Linked DNA regions of Mus musculus: all the other regions are linked to region 2. Evidence: chromatin contacts called from public Micro-C and promoter capture Hi-C data. All regions are on one chromosome and are shown on one strand. The core of a region is the stretch at or near the end of the contact, and the rest is flanking DNA. Distances in the headings are between cores, read along the strand shown. Region 1 holds the start of Mgst3 (microsomal glutathione S-transferase 3). Region 2 holds the start of Uap1 (UDP-N-acetylglucosamine pyrophosphorylase 1). Region 3 holds the start of Lmx1a (LIM homeobox transcription factor 1 alpha).

Region 1 (4,340 bases), core at 980-3,479, 2.8 Mb after region 2:
ATTCTACCGGAGTGTGCACACACACATGAGTAATTTTTGGGAGGTTCTCCTGTATTTCCCAAGGCTTCTACAAAAGACAAACATTGCTTTTGTAAAGTTTTGGTTGATTTGGTTCGTGGTTTTATTGATGTCTGGTTGGATTTTTTTGGCTTCTGATTGGTTGTTTGGCTGGGTCTGGGGGGCTTGAGGGACACCTGTTTGAGACAGTTGCTCACTAGATAGTCCTGGCTGTTCTGAACTCCCTATGCAGACCAGCCTGGCTTCAAACTCATGAAGATCCATCTGCCTCTGTCTCCCAAGAACTGGGATAAAAGGTATTCCACACTTCCTCTGGCCTTGTAAGATTTTTGAAATAAGGTCCTACATGATCAATTCTTGTTTAGGGTCAGACAGGAAGGTCTGTGAAAGCAGCCACCAGTATTATCCTGACTTTCTGATCATCTGTTCTACCACCTTGGCTGCCTTTTTTTATACAGACCAGAAGCAAGAGGGGAATGAGGCCCCTTAATAGTGTAGAAATGGTTTTTCCTATTTGCTTCCTTAATGTTCAGTCAAAGCAAGTCCTGTAAACCCAACACACCAGGAAACCTGAAGTAGAAACCTTTCTTGTACTTAAGGGTAAGCATTAGAACAACTGGAAGCTGATGAAGCAGCAAGAATAAAGATTACATGAGCCTCCGATGTACTTCCAGATGTGTAGGCAAGACAAGCCAGTAAAAAGGAAAGCCAAGCCTGGCCCCTTCCTTGATTCTAGGCTTTCCTGCTTGGGATTGTTCGACTCCCAGGCACTCTTTCTTAGAAGTGCAAATTCTCCCAAAGAAGAGATTCTCGTGAGGATGGGCTCACTAGTGCACCTCTATAATGCCAAGAGTTGGAAGGTGGAGGCAGGAGGATCAGTTCAAGACCAGTGTGAGCTACATGGCAATATGAACTTGAGGCACACCTGGGCTGTGAGGGAGAAAGACAGGTGGAAGAAAGGAAGGGTATGCAAGCTGTGCTAAAGATCCGAAAATCTTAAAAATTGTACTGATTAAAATTTTGGTGATTGTGGAGGGGTGGAAACCTTCAGCCAATCAAGCTAGCTTTAACATCCTTACTAGTCATTTATGTATTTGAACAGCTATCTCGGACCTATCACTCAAATCATTTCAGAGAGTACAAACCTGCCACTAGCCTCTACGAACTCAAGACAAAGAATGTCATCAGACAATATCTGAGATCTTATTCCAGGCTTTGCTATAATCTGCACACCTGATGCCCCCACCACCACCCGTTCCCAACGTACAAGAAAGGGAACTTGACTTAGGAATTTCTTTGGTTCTGTTACTAGAAGTTCACGAAATTACAGTTGGCCACTGCAGGCCATGGTCACTCATATTTGGCTACAGAATAAACTTATTCTCTGGTGTTTGTGAGGAAGGAGGGGAGAGACATTAAAAGGTATGCACTGTCTGACCTAGTTTCTTAGGTCGTAGCATGTTAAGTTTCTTAGGGCATTTCAGAAACGCGGGGCAAAAAAAAAAAAAAAAAAAAAAAGTAGCAGATAGCTTCGGTGCTTTCTGCGACCGGTTTAAAGCAGAACTTATAGAAATTAGCAGTCAAGGTCTGCTTCTGCTTAGTAGGTCCTATCCAAGGCTCTCCTGGAGGCCGCCGCGAGGTGGCACAAGAGGGTGCGCCTGTGCTCTTTGTTAAGTTTGTGCCGGGGTCCGGGAAGAAATACCTGGGCGAGCCAAGCCATAGGAGCCCGCCTGTGGGGCTGGGGGAGAGAGAATGGGTGCGGTGCACCGTGTAGGCAGAGCTGAGGTACGCGCCAACGGCGCAGGCTAAGGGAACTCCCACAGTTTCAAACGCCCCCTCCCCAAGAGAGTCCAAAAGTGAGACACACGCCTTCCCCACCCACCCCAAGCTCTCCATAAACTACGCTCTACTTTCTGCGCACGCGCAGCAAGCTGAGTTACAGTGCCCTGCCGGGGACAAATTACTAACGCGTTACTGTCGCTTCTGTTCCAACCAAGCAGAACAAATCTCTAGGAGCAATTTAATACTGTAGTCACGAAAAGATACTTGGAGAGTAGAGCAAATATATACACTGGGGAGCCGGAAAAGTAGATATGCGGGCTACCCGACACAGGGAAAAAATGCAGTCTAGTTTAAGAAACAGCTAGAACCGCCAAAGTCAGAGGCGGTCTCGGGGGCGGTCCCGAGGGCGTGGCCGCGCGGGGCGGGGCGGAGTGGGGCGGGTCCTGCGGGACAGCTAGAGCCGCACCTAGGCACTGCTGTGCTTCTCAGGTCTGTACCAGGCGCACGAAGGTGAGCCAGGTAAGTGCTGGCAGCTGCGAGCTGCAGGAGCTTTAGCTTCACTGGGACACCTGAATGCCTGCACATGCACAACCGGTATCTCAGTCACTTGGAACGGAATTGGGGTCTCCAACCTCCCTTCTTTATCGGTCGATTTGAGCTCTGCATTTCTACCCACTCTGCCCTCCGCCCTCCCTGCATGCTCCCCCCGATGGTGTAGCTTAGGAGCTTCTCGGGGAGGCCCCTACCTCGCTATCTCTAACTCAGGGAGGTTCTCAAGGTCAGCTCATCCTCAATTCCTTATTTTCCTCCCCCTCCTTAATTCCAATTGTGTAAAGACCTGGGGCTCCCTCTTTCGGCCTTCAAGAGACCACCTGACCTTACTCACTGCAGCTGTTAATACAGAGAAAGGAGCCCGGAACTCTGCAGTGGGAACTGGCCATTCGTACCTGATCTAGCACAGGTTTCATAAGTGGCGTGCAAGCGCCGCGCCTGCTATGGATGTCTTGTTGCTAGGATCCTTCGAGAGGGTCTCAGAGGGAATTGCATTTGTTTTCCTCTCGCCTCGTAGAAATATTTGCATTGATACCTGAATATGGGTCATTTTCTTACTTCTGTCCTCATAGCAAGAGACTTCTTGGGAAGAGTGAGTGGGATATTAATTCATCCCATACTCACATGTCCGCAAGTGTCCCTTTACTTATCTTGTGTCGCTACAGGGAGACCCAGAACCACAGGGTGGGGCACCTGCAGGGTGGTGGAAGGGAGTAAGAGACACTGAGTCACTCCCGAGGTTGTGGTTTCTGTTAATTCTTTGCTTGGGAGGCACCAGTCTGCAAGTAGCCTAGGGTACAAGTCAGTGCGGAAAAGGAAGTAGAGGAAAAGCAGAGACAGATGGTCGGATGGGTAGGAAAGCAACGCTGCGCTGCGGGTTGGGACTTGAATCCCTTAACTAGGGAAAGGAGGTGCCCCAGAGAGCAACCAGCTCTCTGCTCTGTTGCCTGTACTGGTGGCTTAGGTGTGGCCTTGCAGGGTCTGCTGCAGATTTTAAGGTAGTAGCAGAAACCAGGGCTTCCCTGCGGGAATCTGTAGGGCACCTGCAGACTGCAGTTTCCCGGAAGCAGCCAAGGTTATTAGTCAGGGTTACCCGGTGTGTTTTCTTTCAGTGTGTCCATAATGAGAGTATACTGTCTTGAGTCAGGGGATCCAGAATTGTTTATTCTCACAGGAGCTAAATTTATCTAAGGAGTTAAATAAAACTAACATCTGAAATCCAAACATGTGCTTTCACCCTGGGAAGTACATTCTGCTCAGCTTCTTCCTGACACAATGTTACAGAAATAGAAAACTCTGTCAAGTGATTCTTTTTTTTTTTTTCCTTTAACCAGTGTTACTATATATAAAATGACAGGGATAGTGTGGCCAGCCATAGAAACTGAACTACTGGGGCTTCCTTAGACTAAGGAACAAAATCTTGCTGGATGCAGAGGCCTGCAACTGGAATCCTAGCACCAGAGAGCCTGGGGCAGGAGAATGGTAATTCAAGGCCAGCCTGGGCCATTTATTGAGTCCTTGTTTAAAGGACAAGGGCAGAGTTTCCCTCACTTAGATTCCCTCCTGCTTGTGTAGAGTTCCGGAGGAAACAATCTGAAAAGGAACTCCTTTATAAGTAGACAGCACAGAGAACACACACACACACACACACACACACTCACACACTCACACACACACTTACAAAAGGTGTGTTTATCCAAAGAGATGCTGAAAAGCCCCTGGACCAGTCAAGAATGAGTGGGTGTCAAATGAACCTGTCAAAAGTAATCTAACACTGACTGAACACTTAGCTCATTTTAAACCTATGATTTAAATTCGAATTTTTTTTTATTTTAAAAATCTAAACCTACAATTTAGTCATTCTCTATGTTTATATCTCTTTAGAATATGCCGCTGTTATTTTTGCAACTAAAATGTGTGTATGTTGTATGTGATGTATATATACACATGAATGACTATAAGCACATGTGCATGTCCATACATATGAA
Region 2 (4,651 bases), core at 697-3,196:
CACGAGTACTCTGTCCTTTCCCTTTCCCTCTGTCAACTGTACCGTGTCCTTGTGCTGTTGTGTTTTGTGTATTTCTCAGTGTTGGTGATCATTTCTTTCCAGGTCTCATAATACCCATCTAAGTATCTGTCCGCCCATTCACCCGTCCACCTATCCAGCTAATAGACAAAACTGTTACCCATTTATTTTTTTAAACTGAGTTGAGCTCACACCACTAAGAATCTGTACCTTTTGGCAGGTACTCCCTTTTGGCACTTCAAATTTCCAAGTGTGTGTGTGTGTGTGTGTGTGTATATATATATATATATATATATAAAACAAAAGCCTTGGAGGCAGAGAACTAAAGGGCAGCCTTCAGAAGTGTTGGGTGGTCCCTCACTCCTTTCTGAAGCTAAGGCCTCTGCTTTCTCTGAGCTCTAATGCTCATCTGAGCCTTTGCTGCTGCACTCACGGCCGTCCCTTAGGAAGAAGGAGCACGTCTCTCCCCTGCCTCTCTCATTGTATTGGAATCCCTTGAAGAAATAGACTCTTGATTCCCCTGTAGAGTCTATTGTAAGTTCTACTGTAGAATAACTCAATAAATAAATACGTTTTGGACAATATGCTCTTTATTGACTGCTGTAGCCGCCAATTTCTTTCTAAGAGAATGCTTCTACCCCAGGGACTTGCACACATAAAGAAGGTCAAGAGATTCTGGGCAACCCCATTGTGGGCAGGCTCTGAATTCTTCACTTAAGACTCGGTACTTTCCAAGCTGGAAGTATGAAAACTAGAGAACACACCCGTGTTGTTAGTCTTGCTCCAGGAAGGCACACCTACCACTATCAACAGCACTGTGGGTGCCATTTACAGCTTCTCAGGCGACGTGGCGTTCTGACAGGATTCCAGAGAGCATGCAAGGCTAAGGCCAAGCAAATACTGCTAATAATATATCATGTCCTTCCTTGATCCTGTTCCACCAAGCTGTTTATCCATCTAATCTCTCAAAGCCACAAAGGTGCCTTAACAGATGGGCAACTACGTTTTTATTTACAAATGATACCCCTTGTTAAATGATATTTCTAAATGACATAAATTGATAGTAAAGTCTGGATTAAAAATGAATACGCAAGAATGACTAAGAAAACACTGAAAATGTAAAATGAGGAAGCCTATCCACCTGATGGAAAACATCCTGATATGTTAAATTTAGTTGCTTTTGACATCTCAACAAATTGGACTCTCGTTTCAAAACCTGCAAAAACCCAACATAATAGCTCTAAATATAAATGCAACTTCATAACACTGAGATTATAGCCTGCACATGCACATCTGCTGCCTATGCTGTAACAGGACAGTTGAATTTTAGCTCTCCTCTCCTAGCTAAGTTCTTGCTCTCTGGGCCGGTTCTCCCTGACTGGCACATTTTGCATGGCCTCGGGTCATCTAATCCCTTTTGATTGCATTTCGTTCACTAGTCGCTGTGCAAAAGGCAACCCGGCTGTGTCGACACCCAAGAGACTCCGAAGACAATGGCAGAGGAAGCCCGGGTCACTGGCAAACAGGTATGTGGAGAATTAGAGACAAAATCAGCTAGCTTAAGGTCACAGGCCTGCCTTGGAGGGATCTCTGCCTAGAAACCGGCGGGTCTTTCCCAACCACACCCGTGGGCGTTCGGAAATCCGTCACTTGAAGACTCACTGCCAGCGCCGCGCTCCCTACCAGGCGCTCTGATCCGCCCCGGGTGACCGAGAGGACCCGCCCTGCAGTTTGTCCTTAAGGTGGCGCCTGGCCTCACCTCCCCGCGAAGCCGCGCGCGTAGCCGGCCCCGCCCCTGCTAGTGCGTGGGGGGCGGTACCACAGACTGACAGGATCCTTGGCCATCCTATTGGGCAAGAGTCTGAGTGACGTAAAGAGGCTCCTCCTTCCTGTCGCCGGTGCCCGCCCCTTTGGCTGTTCTCGGTCGCTGACGTGTCGGGCCGGCAGGCTTCCGCTCCGCCCCTGGGCCGCAGCCACTCACCGCGGCGGGAGGGGCCGGGTGGCCGGGGCCCGCGCTCCCCTCGGCCGCTGCTCGTGGCCCGCCCCGCCGCCCCGGCCCCTCGGATGACAGTATATATTCCAGGCGGGCGCGGGACACGGGCGAGTAGCCGAGCCGAAGGAGCCGCGGGATTGTCGAGGGAGGTAGGGACCCCCTTCACGCGCGCGCTCCCATGCCTAGCGCGGGGACCCGGCTACGCGTTGCCGCACCTTGCTCGGCGTCCGCTGCTCGGAGCTCCGGAGAGGCGTGGGCTGTGTCGCGGCGGGGCGGGGATGCGCGCGCGGAGGGTCTTGGGGGAGACCTGAGGGAGGAGGCTTGGGTGATGATGGAGTTCCCGGCGCTTGTCAGCGCTGTTTTTGAGTTGGGGGAAGAGGAGCCAGGAGGGTTTCAGGCTAGGGCCCGGGCATAGTTGTGCCACTTCTGGGGTTCACCGGTGGGAATAAGTGATCGCTGTTACTGTTGGGAAAGCGCGTTGGGGTGTTTTGAACCCACGAGGGTAAGAATTGATAGTTCCGACCAGGACAGTGGATCCCAATGGGGGATGTGACTAGCACAGGACCCGCTTGCCTTCGCTTGATACTGATAGTGAGAGAGGTTCAGATTTCAGGGTTTTCCCCTCAGTTGGACTGGAGGAACGGTGAGGCTGAGAGCACACATATGCTCTAGAAGATTTTTTAAAAGTTTGGTGTGAAGGCTGACTGGCCTTCATCGGCATACTATGAGATCTGATATCCGATGGTAATGATCATGCATTTATGAGAGGCACAAGTTTAAGGACTTGGAGGTGAAGTTCACTGGGCTTGGATCCAAGAGTTTGCAGCAAACCAAAAGCATTTATCCATTTCGTTATTAGTTGACTCACTTGGCTGAGGGAAAAGACTTCATAGTCTGTCCTGTTAGTTAGTGGTTAGGACTCAAGTCAGTCTCAGTACCATTCCTCCCCACCCCCACCCCAGCCCCTCCCCTCCCCTCTTTTTTCCTGTTTCGTTTGTTTGTTTGTTTGTTTCCGAGACAGGGTTTCTCTGTGTAGCTTTGGTTGTTGGAACTCACTCTGTAGACCTGGCTGGCCCAGAATTCAGAGATCCATTTACCTTAAAGATATGTACCGCCACTGCCTGGCTCCATGTGTCCCCCCCACCCCACCCCCACCCCCCAAAGCGATTTACTAACCCACCCTGAGGACATATAGCAGCAGAGGTGGGGGTGGAATTGGGAAATACTGGACGTCCTTAATGTGGCATTTAAATTCTAATAAAGGCATGTTTGATAATGGTTTGTTGGGTATGTTGATCCAGGTGTGTTAGGTTGTAGGCACACACCAAATTTAGTCATAATTTCTAGTGCAGACTTTTGTTCTTAGTATAAAAATCCACGTCTTTTTAATTCTCTTCTCTATTGCTGTATACCATTTGAATTTAGTTACACACACACAGCTCTCAAGAAAAATGAGTAGGAGATGCAGTACTATGGTTATCGCTGTGTCAGGTAAATATAACCGTATTTATTATGAATGTTACACAACACATAAATGGACAGATTTGATTTTGGTAATAAGATTTGTGGATTGCTGGTGTTCTGGGACCAGATATCAAAGTTTACAATGAGTTGTTTTATTTGCATGAGTATGTTTTTCTCCAAGCACCCAAAGTACTACCCAGTACTTACTGAATGAGCTAGCTAGCTAGGTTGCGCTCTCTCTCTCTTTCTCCTTTTTCTGAGACAGGGTTTCTCTGTGTAGCTCTGGCTGCCCTAAAACTCATTCTGTAGATCAATCAGGCCTCAAACTCAGAGATCCACCAGCCTCAGCCTCTGCCTCTGCCCAGACCACCCTGGCCGGGAACTCACAGAGATTTGTCTACCTCTTCAGTGCTGGGATTAGCGGAGTGAGCCTCCTCTGCCCAGCTTTGAATGACTTTTAAAGGAACAGTTCTACCTAATATTTACCATAGTATGTGTGCGTGTACTTTTAGTAGAAGAGGCCTCTTTGCTTTTTAATCTTCAGGATATATGAAAAAGGCCGGGTCGTCTTCATGAGGAAATACATACACCAGGGAAGTGAAATTATTTGCACAGTGTCAAATGATGGGCAGGGGACAACTGGAGCAAGGAACCACAAACTAGGGGGACTTCTTTGGTTGCATGTGTCCCTAGTGATCTGACTACAACATGCTTCCTCCAGTGCTCACAAAAACAGTGCTGAACATGAGACCCCGGGAATCATTCCTTGGAAAATAATACAAATCTACCTCTCCCTACTGTCTTATTTTTTGAGAATTTTGTACATGTTCTTATTAAATGCTTTTTTAAAAAGTGATATAACAAGCCTTTAATCCCAGCACTCGGGAGGCAGAGGCAGGTGGATTTCTGAGTTCGAGGCCAGCTTGGTCTACAAAGTGAGCTCCAGGACAGCTAGGGCTATAAAGAGAAACCCTGCCTCGAAAAACCAAAAAAAAAAAAAAAAAAAGAAAAAAGAAAAAAAAAAGTGATATAACTCTTGAAACCTAGATGTCAACTGAATTTTTTTTTTTCTTTTGGTTTTTTGAGACGGTTTCTCTGTGTAGCCCTGGCTGTCCTGGAACTCTCTCTGTAGATCAGGCTGGCATTGAACTCAGAGATGTGTCTGTCTTTGCCTCC
Region 3 (4,139 bases), core at 149-2,648, 2.5 Mb after region 2:
ACCCCATCCTATGGTTGGGACAAACCATAGGATGGGTCGCGGGTCTCATGGTGCAGAGAACCAAACCCAGTGTGCCTGAGTCCGCACACAGGCTCTAGCCTGCGTCTTCCTTCTTGCTCTGGGGAGAAAATCCTGACAATTTCGAAAGGGAGGTTGAAAGAAGAGGGCATGGGTTTTGTAATTTCGTTTCCTCTGAACTGTTGGGGTGGAGTGGGCGATTTCTCTCTGGACATGGTTTCTATAATCGAAATTTTTTCAGCCCCACTCTATTGGTTCTAAAGTTAGAGAAAGAGGCAAGAGGTTTAAATAAAAGAAAAATCTCTCCTTCAGAAAGAAGCGGGAAGAAACACAGGAAGAAAGAAAATTTAAAAACAAAACAAAACAAAACATTTTTTTCTCCAAACTTGAAAATTCCAAAGGGAGAGTTGAAGAGACACTGGCAAAACAAGCCTGAACTCTGAAAGACCCATGGGTATGACTCTTTGGATCTCTCTATTCTCTGCTCCTTCGAAGTGGCTGGGTTGGGGGTAGAGGGATACCAAGCTTGCGGAACAGGGGTCCGGCTTCAGTTAATTAAAGACCAGGCAAGGGCCCCGCCGTGCAAGCTAATCCCAGCGCAGCGCTGCCCACCAGCCCGGAAAAGCCTCTCGGCCATGCCCAATACTAAAATTGGGGCTGCAGTTGGTGGGGGAAGAGAAGAACCTGGGCGCTCTGGGCCTCGGATCTCTCATGCTAGGACACAGGCCTCTGAGAAACCGGTGGCATTTATGAGCCGTCGATCAGCTCCGTGATTAAAAATCCAGCCCTGGGTATTATTAATCACTTGCCACTCAAATGCCTTGTGAACATGCTCGCCCGCCCCTCAAGGCTTTGGGGAATTCGATGTTGAACTCGTGAAGCCTGGGGAGGCTTGATGGTTGTATTTAGGTAGGGACGACTCAAAAGGACTGATGGACACGGAAAGACAGAGATTGTGGGCACCTCTGTGTGCGCGCGAAGAGGGTGCTAGTCTGGTCGCTTAACCCAGTATCAGAGACCTGACGTACTGAGCTCCCGGCCCCGGCAGAAGGAGGATGCTCTAGGGAGCATGCGGTTGAACACTTACCCAGCAAAGAGGAGAAAGATGCCGAGGTCTCAATCGCACTTTGAAAGTTCTCCTCCATCTTCAGGCCGTCCAACATGTTCGGGGTGAGCCAGGAGGACCTGTAGAGCGGAGGAACGGTTGAGTCTAGCTTCCCGTGCCTGTTGGGACTCCGCACCCTCAGTTGCCACTCTCCTGGGACAGGACAGAAGCAGTGTCCAGGGCGACAAGAATGAGCCTAGAGGGTAGAGTCCAGACAAGGGAAATGTAAGGTGGGAGGAGAGAGAAGAGCCACCGTGAACTGCTCGGACGGCTCTGATTTCACTTGAAGTCAACGCGTTATGTGCTAAGGCCTCCGCCCCCTAACTGCGTTCTCCTAACCCCCACCCCCACCCCTGTCCCCAGGTTTCCCATTCCAAGACCGACTCCGCCCCATCCTATACTAATGTGGCCCCTAGGGATCCCACCACTAGAACTATGGTACTCTGTGTGATGGGGTGGGGGTACGCCTGCTCTCAGAGCCAGGGCCAAGCCGGGACCAACCAGGTCCGATATCCCAGTGGCACCACCACTCACTTTCGACCCTCACCTGTCTTAGAGAGAGGCAGAGTAAGGGACTCGGAGACTGTCCCGCCTGCTTCCGTACTCCTGGCGCAGCGCTCTGCTTGGGGGGTGGGGGGGGGGCGCTCGGGAGTAGGCGTGCGGGGCGCGCGGGGAGGTCCTCCCGCCGGTCGGCCAGTGCCGGGAACGTCTGCAGGAGCAAAGGAGTCGCCTTGGGGAGGAGCCGCGACTGGCCCGGTTCACTCTTGGATGCATTTCAAATCAACTTTCAGAAACACGCCCGCCCGAGCCGGAGCCTAAGGATCCCCGCAGCCTTCCTTACCTGATGGGCGAGCTCGCGCCCAGCGTCCGGAGCAGCGCGAAGTGGCCGGGAGACGCCGGGCAGCTTTGGCGGAGGGAGGAGGCGTCCCCTAGGCTGCAGCCAGAGCAGCCGCCCGGACTCCGGCGCACCCGGGAGAGAGCAGGAGCGAACGCCGGCCCCCGATTCCGCTCCTCGGCGCGCCGGAGTGGGGCCGGGCCGTGGCCTCAAGCCGCCGATCCTCCTCGGGACGTCCCGCCAACACGCGCCGCTCTGCAGCCGGGAAGGGGAAACCAGGCGGCTGCTCCAAGATCGGCGGTGGAACCGGAGGCCCAGGGTCCTGGGTGCAAAGTCCGCCCTGCCTTCTTCGAGGCGGCTCGGGCGGTTTCTGACAGTGGCCGCTGGCTGCGTGCGCGGCCCGGGAAGGGGGTGGGGTGCGCAGGGCGGGGGCCTGGGAGCGCGTCCCGTGGCGGGGCCCGCGGTGCTCTGTTTCCCCGGCTTGGCTGCTCGACCCACCGCGAGGCTACAGCCTGATGCTCCAGTCTGCTGCCCGGACCTCCCGGACGCGCCAAACTTTTCCTTCTCTCCACGTGGAACGGTTGCCCCGGGGGAGCTACACCCCAGACTCGGCAGAGATCCGTGCCACCTAGACTTCACGCGGGCGGGATGGGGATCCGGTTGCTCTCGGATCTGCACCGTAAGTGATGACTAACCTCAGACACCTGGAGGTCGCGGGGATCGCCTAGAGCCCCCAACCCCAATCCTCTCTGCTTTGTGAACTCTGGCACCAGAAGCTCCAAGCTCTTCGGATTTTCATTCACCCACTTGCTCCTGCAACTTACAAATTTGTTTTGGCTTAAAACTCAACTCACCGTTTCTGGCTGAAACTACTTCACTGCTGGGAAATGCAATAATGGGACCCATGGCCAAACCTTGAATCAGGCTCCCTCTATCCTATCCTGCTGGCTGGATGCTAGACTAGAAGTCAGCCAAGGGGACTTTTCTTAGAAAAGAAGATCCTGGGGGCAGTTTTTAATTCCCTGTGATTCATAACATTCTGCAGCGACAGCCCTCCAGCCTCTCTAGAGGCAGGAACAGGGTCTTGCTCCTCTATTCCAAGAAAAGCCTGGGGCCAAGTGACTCAATAAACACATCATTGCGTTGGCTAACATTTTATCGACCATTAATTTTGTGCCAATCTTTATTCCGTAGCCAACTTATCTAATCTTTAAATTTTAAGGTGGGGAAAATTATAGTCTCAGTGTTCGGGTTGCCCTAAGGAAATGGGACACCTGTCCACGTGAAATTCTAGCCTGCTCTCCAGAACACCGTTGGGAGGTCCAATTCCATGGGCTTCTCTAGGGCACCCTCACTTCTACACTGCGAGGAACTCGGTGGCAGTAATCCAGCGCTATAGCATGGTCAGAAGACATACCATGTAAGCAAGTATTCCCTAGTGCCCTTCACCAAGGAAAAGATCTCTTCCTGAACTTATGTCCAACAAGCTCTTCTGTGCTTAGGGACACACACACACACACACACACACACACACCCTGCCCACCCGCAGCATCCTAAGTGTGTTCTATCTGCAAGCACACGCCAAACGCAGAATATGACTTTAGAGGAACAAGGGGAAAGGGCAGAGAGTTTAATACCCTATATTAGAATACTGCTTTAAACTTTTTAGGGTGCTCCTATATTCATGGTTTTGCTTGATCTCTATGACAAACCTGTGAGGTAGACAGAACAAATAATTTTATCTATTGTCCTAGACAAATCTTTGGGGCTTAATACAGCCAGGAGATTTCTCTGCTGTTAAACAGGTGGCTATTGGTATGTCTTCTAACACCTGACCTTTGTCATGTCTGCCATCCAGATAGAACAGGATATGGGGGTAGAGATAAATTACATGTATTCTTGAGATAATATATACGATAGAATTTTTTTAAGAAAAAAAGAACACAGCATACACCCACAAGAAATATTATTTTAAGTGCCCAGCTGAGTTTTTGTTTAACTAAGAGTCTTGAGTTTACGAAACATATTTAACTACTGGGTAAGAAATATCCAGTAGCGAATATCCAGATGATGGATAAATAGATGGTGTTTGATCTGAGTCTTTTTGGTGGTTCTGGCATCAGGAAGAAAGCCTGGTTAGTGTAGCACACCCAAGTCTGTCTTTCCCCCAGTTGGTTTGGG

The links. Promoter capture Hi-C pulls out the DNA fragments that hold promoters and counts their contacts. Hi-C and Micro-C count contacts between places; a contact is called where the count stands out from the background.
Region 1: a contact with region 2 is called in a promoter capture Hi-C map of embryonic stem cells, with 3 times the contacts expected there. The contact joins the promoter of Mgst3 here to the promoter of Uap1 in region 2. A contact is called at or near these places in 3 of 39 promoter capture datasets (embryonic stem cells, hippocampal neurons and pre-B cells) and 1 of 115 datasets of contacts at active chromatin or transcription factors (thymic regulatory T cells).
Region 3: a contact with region 2 is called in a Micro-C map of embryonic stem cells, with 3 times the contacts expected there. The contact joins the promoter of Lmx1a here to the promoter of Uap1 in region 2.

The regions. Positions count from the first base shown.
Region 1 is chr1:167,391,730-167,396,069 of GRCm38.p6, reverse strand. Mgst3 (microsomal glutathione S-transferase 3) reads left to right here and starts at 2,229. Exons shown (of 6, transcript NM_025569.2): 1 at 2,229-2,319.
Region 2 is chr1:170,172,259-170,176,909 of GRCm38.p6, reverse strand. It overlaps Uap1 (UDP-N-acetylglucosamine pyrophosphorylase 1), which reads left to right and starts at 1,946. Exons shown (of 11, transcript NM_001305045.1): 1 at 1,946-2,160.
Region 3 is chr1:167,686,817-167,690,955 of GRCm38.p6, reverse strand. It overlaps Lmx1a (LIM homeobox transcription factor 1 alpha), which reads right to left and starts at 1,398. Exons shown (of 8, transcript NM_033652.5): 1 at 1,106-1,398. The coding sequence starts at 1,181.